Regions from separate parts of the Mus musculus genome. Here region 2 is linked to region 1. Evidence: chromatin contacts called from public capture Hi-C data. All regions are on one chromosome and are shown on one strand. Each heading gives the region's core, a stretch centred on a gene start, on an enhancer-like site or on the middle of the called end of the contact. The rest is flanking DNA. Distances are from core to core; before and after follow the strand shown.

The links. Capture Hi-C pulls out chosen DNA fragments and counts their contacts.
Region 2: a capture Hi-C map of bone marrow-derived macrophages shows a contact between it and region 1, with 2.8 times the contacts expected there. The contact joins two enhancer-like sites. A contact is called at or near these places in 1 of 484 Hi-C or Micro-C datasets (bone marrow-derived macrophages), 3 of 115 datasets of contacts at active chromatin or transcription factors (CD8 T cells, bone marrow-derived macrophages and embryonic stem cells) and 5 of 9 other capture datasets (adipose tissue, bone marrow-derived macrophages, embryonic stem cells and 2 more).

What each region holds. Positions count from the first base shown.
Region 1 is chr2:70,876,094-70,879,193 of GRCm38.p6, forward strand. No RefSeq gene overlaps it. Among named protein-coding and RNA genes, the nearest start is that of Gm39842, 39 kb to the left of the region's middle. Within about 2 kb of position 1,803, at least 26 of the 459 cell types and tissues checked have an H3K27ac peak or open chromatin away from gene starts, as enhancers often do. A contact at or near this core is called in bone marrow-derived macrophages, where this site is marked.
Region 2 is chr2:70,988,213-70,991,355 of GRCm38.p6, forward strand. The region is part of intron 3 of Mettl8 (methyltransferase like 8); the gene reads right to left. Among named protein-coding and RNA genes, the nearest start is that of Mettl8, 66 kb to the right of the region's middle. Within about 2 kb of position 1,844, at least 59 of the 459 cell types and tissues checked have an H3K27ac peak or open chromatin away from gene starts, as enhancers often do. A contact at or near this core is called in bone marrow-derived macrophages, where this site is marked.

The DNA.
Region 1 (3,100 bases), core at 553-3,052:
TGCCATAAGCCTTGAGTCCTAAAGGCCAGAAAACATGGGGTTCCAATCCAAGAGATTATTGCAGTCTTTGGGCAAGGGGAGGGGTTTGTGGAGAGTGGATGCCAAGTTACCTCTGTGTTTATTCTCTTTCCCTTTGGGCAGCCTATGGAATGGCACCTACCCACTCTGAGGGACAGTCATCCCTATGTAGCCCACTCAGACACACATGACCCCCCCCCAAAAAAAAAACCACTCTTACAGACTTCCTGGTTCTGTATTCAGGTCTTTAGATGATCCTAATCTAGTTAACTCGACGTCAGAAGCTAACCATCACAGGCATTCTTCCCTTTTGTAGACCCACCCGACACAGGTGTGTGAGCTCCCCTGAGTGGCAGAGGGGGGCATTTTCTGGATTAATCGTCCTTTGAGGGAGATCAGCTGTGGTGTGGAGCTACTCTAGCAGCCCCACGAGGCACCAGCTTGTCCATCATGTCAGCATGGCATTTTGGAGGTGGGACATTCAGGATCTATGACCATAGACAAAGAACTGATCAACAAGCTAGGCAAGCTTCCTCACCTACAAACAATGAAGTGTGCCGTTACTGGGGTTTGAAGTCCTTAAGTTGGGAGGGTGATTTATGGCTGTGACTTGGAATTTTGTTACTTGGAAGAAACTTTTTTTTTTTTAACAGAAAGGATTTATTTTGGCTCATGGTTTCATAGAATTTAGCCCATGGGTAGCTGGCTTTGTTGTTCATGAGCTGTGGTGAGATAGCACACCACAGTGTACATCTATAGCAGAGTGAAGTTGCTCATTTCACGGTGGCCACCGAATTATGAAGTCATCAGTGGGTTAACCCACTGAGCAGATCAGAGCCCTCATGATCCAATCAGATCTCAATGGCTACATCTGCCATCTGGGGACCAAGCCTTCAATAAATGAGTCTTGTGGGGGTAGGGATTACCTCATATCCAACTAATAACAGGACAAGAACTAGGGAAGCATAATTGTGCAGCCCCTGGGTCCACTACTTAGTAATCCAGATCCACTGCTTCACTAATGCACATGACCAAAGCCTCTCAGTGATGCCACCTGGCTCCTCACCTGAACTTCGGATCGAGTATCGATGGATAGGTTCTCTTTAACTACTTGGACCTCAGGGGTCGAGTGCTTGTGTGGCATGCTTCAGACCTTGGTTCATCCTCGAATGCTGCAGACTGTTTAAAAACATCCAGTGATCCATTGTCTAGCAACCAAACCTCAATTCAGCGCACTTACACAATCCAATCCAATCTAAACTCTCGAGTGTCCTTGACCCTCCAACCCCTTTTTGTGGCTGAGACATTATATCACTCAACTCCAGCTACGATGCAGGATGCTAGGAGGCTGGGCTGCTGCTAGGAGACATTTGTGGTCTCCCAGCTGCAGAGGCTGGCATTGCAACATCAACACGGAGCCCTGTGATTTTCAGATATCTGCCTTCTCATATGTCCTCACATGACCCGTGCGCATGGACAGAGACTGAGGTTGATTGACCTCTGCCCTTTTTCTTCTTCCAACGACATTAATCCTGCCAGACTAGGGCTCCGTGCTTACCAGACCATTTACCTCTAGTTACTTCTTGAAAGGCCTTAATTTTACAGCTCGGGGAGGAATTCAGTATATGGTTTTGAATGGAAACAGTTCAGTCACTACATTTACTTCTTGCCAAATATCCATGTACTCGATGCAATACTTTCCAGGCTCCTTAGAGCCCATCGGGGTTATGGGCACTAAGGAACATCTCTGAATATCTCGAACCACTTGGCTGTTAGCTGTTCCTCTTTTGAATAAAATCTGTGAGAGCTGGTGCATGACACTTCAGTTCTATTTTCTGTTCTCTTCATGACCTGGAAGCTATGCAGATTCAGCTGGAAGAGAGTATAGCCTTCTATTAGCCTGAGTCAGAGAATGGATATGTTGGAACACAACCCCAGTTTACTTACACTGAATACACGCCACAAACATACCTTTGAGATTTCAGGGTAAATTTGTAATTAATCGCAACCTACCATTTTCTTCCTTAAAAACAAACAAACAAACAAAACAACAACCAAAAAAACGCAATTTATTTAATTCATTTTTCTATGTGTATAATTGTTTGGCCAGGATGTACATGATGCATGGATGTACATGTGTCCCTGATGCCTGGAGGTCAGAAGAGGTCACTGACCCCCAGCAACTGGAGTTATGGATGGTTGTGAGTTATCATGTGGGTGCTGGGATTTGAACCCAGGTCTCTGCAAAAATAAGAAGTGCACTTAACCACTGAGCATCTCGCCAGCTCCTCTGCTATTTTCTCAGTAATCATTAAACCCATCCTTTGAGACTAGCGAACTACCAAGTAAGCAAAAAGCAATGTCACATTCTTGGCTCTGTTCTAACATTGTTAATGTGGCAATATTTTCCCACATTGATATGTAGTTACAATAAGATTCTTATTAAAATTTCAGCTTTCTTTTTTCTTTCAGAATTTGACAAACTAATCGTAAAATGTATGTGGAAATCCAAGGGACACAGAAGAACTAAAGTGACCCTGAGCAAACAAAGTGGCAAGATTCCCATCTCTCAATTTCAAATTATACCACAAAGCTACAGTAATCAAAAGAGTGTGGTACTTGACTCAACAGTAGACATTTCTGTTAATGGAGTAGAATTGAAAATTCAAAAATGAATCTTCCTATATACAGTCAATTGATGATCAACAAGGGTTCTAGAAAATTCAACAGAGAAAAAGAGCCTGTTTAGTAAGTGATTCTAGAACAGTTGGAGAGCCACATAACAAAGAAAGAACCTTCACTTTGTACCTCACAGCACTAAACAAATAAACAAACAATGTTTTAAATTAACTCGAAATGAGCCTGACAAAGTGACTCATCCCTCTAATTCTACTGCTTGGAATATTGAGGCAAGAAGATCACTGTGAATTTGAAGCCAGCCCAAGTTACAGAGTGAGACTCTGCCTCAACAGACAGACAGACAGACAACTTACTCTAAAAGAATCAAAGTCCCAAATGTAAGTTCTAGGTGCAATCCATGAGAGGATAAGCCACAAAAGAAAAATAAACTAGGCATCAGTAA
Region 2 (3,143 bases), core at 594-3,093, 110 kb after region 1:
TCAATTCTTCACTTATTATGTTCTAGACTGCTGAGCAGAACAGAGACATAGCACACTAGCCACGCTTACATGCTCACAAGCCCACAGATCATCAGAATTACCCTGAACACCATAACTGAAAACCCAAATCAAGCCATTTAGGTATCTGGAATATATGATGTGATAATATGAATTATGAAAATTTATTCTAAGTTGCTATGTAACAAAAAGTAATTTAAAGTTATTTTTGCACATCAATTACGCAAATACCTGAACTTTCAAAGTTGGAAATTTCCACATGTCACTGAAGGAAGTTCACTGTCTAATAAAAGAAAACTCTTAAAATTATAAAATTAAAAGTGTAATTCTAAGAGCACTGCATGAAACTTTTAGCAGCCAGAGTCATCTTAGAGGCAGCTATATTTATCAGCACAGGGTGTTTAACTATTCTGTTTTTCTTTCCCTTCATATAGAACATTCTCTTCAGTGGTAAGGTATTCACAACACAAGGATACATTCTTTCATCATCTGCCTAATGTAGCTAACCTACCCTAGGTAGGACTTCATTTACAAAGATATTTTAAAGTGCATACAGCAGCTGCTGTTGTAAGTTTTAAAAAACCTTTACATTTGCTGTACGACCAGCTGACATATAGCACACTGGAGATCTTTTTAAGGAGATTATAAAATATAATCATGTTTACTCAAGAAACACTGATTATATCTTTTTTATTTCTCTGGGTTAACCTGGTTTTAAAAGAAATATGAGCTATAATAAAATTGAAAAGTAATTAGGAAAAGAAAACATGGAATTAAAAGTCATTAGTCTGGGCAATCTAATTGAAGGAAATATTGCTAACTGGAGCCTGGGTGCTATACATTCTCATTATGCAAACGAGGCTGGGTCATTCAACAGCAAAAAGTGATTATCTGTCATGTAGGCGATCTTATTTTCAGATTGTGAGTGTGTTTTTCTAACTTCTGTTCTCACCAACAGCTCTGACAATAGGTGAAAAGTGGGAGAAGGAAGAGTGACATACAGGGAGCAGAAGAAATGTGACAGGGTTGGCTAGCTGGAAGAATAAGCAGTGTTCCTCCCAGGGGCTTAATAAAGGAGATAGGATCAATAGCAGTGTGCCTGCTCTGCAGACTTTGTGATGCCAGAGCGCTGGCTCTTTCAAACACTCAGGGACTCTCTTAGATAAGGAAAGCTGGTGTAGAGGTCAAAGCTTCTGTCGGGTTCTCACTAAGTCTGGAAGCAGAGCAGAACGATCTATTTACCTTGACCCATACTGACTCATCAGAGGGATAACGCAGCGAATGAGAAGCCTCACCCAAGACTTGAGTGGGGTCTGCGATCCTAGCAGAGACTGCTGTGTGGCTGTCCCTGAGACATGCTGCCATTCACTGATGTTCCTCAGACCACAGTTTCCTTCCTTGTTACCCACTGGGAGCTTAGCCCTCTCTGCACTCACCACCTTGCTTTAAATACAAGATATCCTCCGTATAACTCAAGTCTTTTCCTGCAGTGGTCCCCTGACACCGTGGCGCCCGGTGCACTGAGTGGCGGGATGCAGAGGTGACCCAGAACAAATCTCTATTTCTTTGAGTCATTCTGAAATGGAATCTTTAGTTCTTTATCTTCACAGTAGCCAGAAGAAACACTTAGAAAGGGCTGTCATAGCAATGGCAAAGCAGGCACCTCAGAGTGGTGCCAGCACCTCCTTGCTCCTGTCTTTCCTCTTCTATGGAGTGGCCCGTCACCACCTTTCTATTTTGGTCCCACTGTGGTTCTGTGGGAACCGTCCTTTTCCTTTACTGCGGTTTCTGAGGCTCTAAAATAACCTCCTCATTAGCTGCGCTCAAGTTCATTGTTAGCTCAAATAGGACAAAGTGGGCGGCCATGCACAGAGAACTTTAACATGATCAGCCCTGCTCTATTTAAGTTCGGAACACAAACATTCAAAAGGGAGTTTTAAAAATCCCTGCCTTTTCATATTATTAGGATAATGTGCAGATAATAGCATGAATGAGTTTTCATTTCCTGGAAGTAAATTAAAACAACTGACAATGTGGAACATCGTTCAGGCTGGAAGCTCTGCTGTATTCAGGAGGCCACTAGCAGAAGCTTGAGTAATGTGGAAAATATGTCCACGCAGCTGCTGGCAAAGAAGTGAAGTTATACTTCCTCAGAAGCAGTGACAGAGTTCCTGTGAGGGAATGTGGTGCTGGCCGATGGAAGGCAGCACTGGCCATGGGATGAGTCCTCAAGTCCAGCCTCAACACTCCCTGGCTGTATTCCACCCCAGGTCTGTCTGGCTAGAGCCCATAGAAATAGAGTCATTCCACTGGGGTCAGGGGCTCGTCTTTCCTGTCCACCCAAGGATACACTGATGCTGATGGTGAAGAACTACCACTAAGGAATAACAAGCAAGGCCAGAGGAATCGATAGGCCACCAATGACTCCAGAGAGCAGGATTGGTTGCACTGGCTCCTTTGCCAGCTAAAGGCTGAGGGCTGTCCCATTCTCTTAGCCTTCCCAGATACCTTTGCTTCAGATTTCAGCAGCTGCAAGCTAACATCATTTCAACTGTGCTTCTCCTGATGTTCACTCTGCGCCTTACAGGGAGGAGTACGAGCATTTTTCCCTGGGGAGTTTCTGCATATCTGGTCAATCTAGCACTAGAATTCTAGCTTTGGAAGAATCTTCCAATATACTGCCTGATAGGTATTTAGTCTTTTGATTTGTTTGTTTTATTTTTATTTGTTTTTGTTTTTCAAGACATGATTTCTCTGTGCAACTCTGGCTGTCCTGGAACTCATTCTGTAGACCAGGCTGGCCTCGAACTCAGAGATCCACCTGCCTCTGCCTCCCGAGTGCTGGGATTAAAGGATTGTGCCACCACTGCCCAGATATTTATGTGACATTTACAGTCTCCTTTGGACCAAATAGCTCAAAAGCAACCACAGAGAATATGTCAACAAGTGAACAAATCCGTGTCCTAATAAAACTTTATAAAACATGGTGCAGGCTAGGGAAATGGCTCAGTGGACAAGGTGCTGGCTGTGCAAGAATTCAACTCCTCTGAACTCACAGAAGAGGTATGACAGCTGGATGTCATCCCAGCACCAGAGAGGCAGAGAATGGAGAGCCCAGCGGCAAA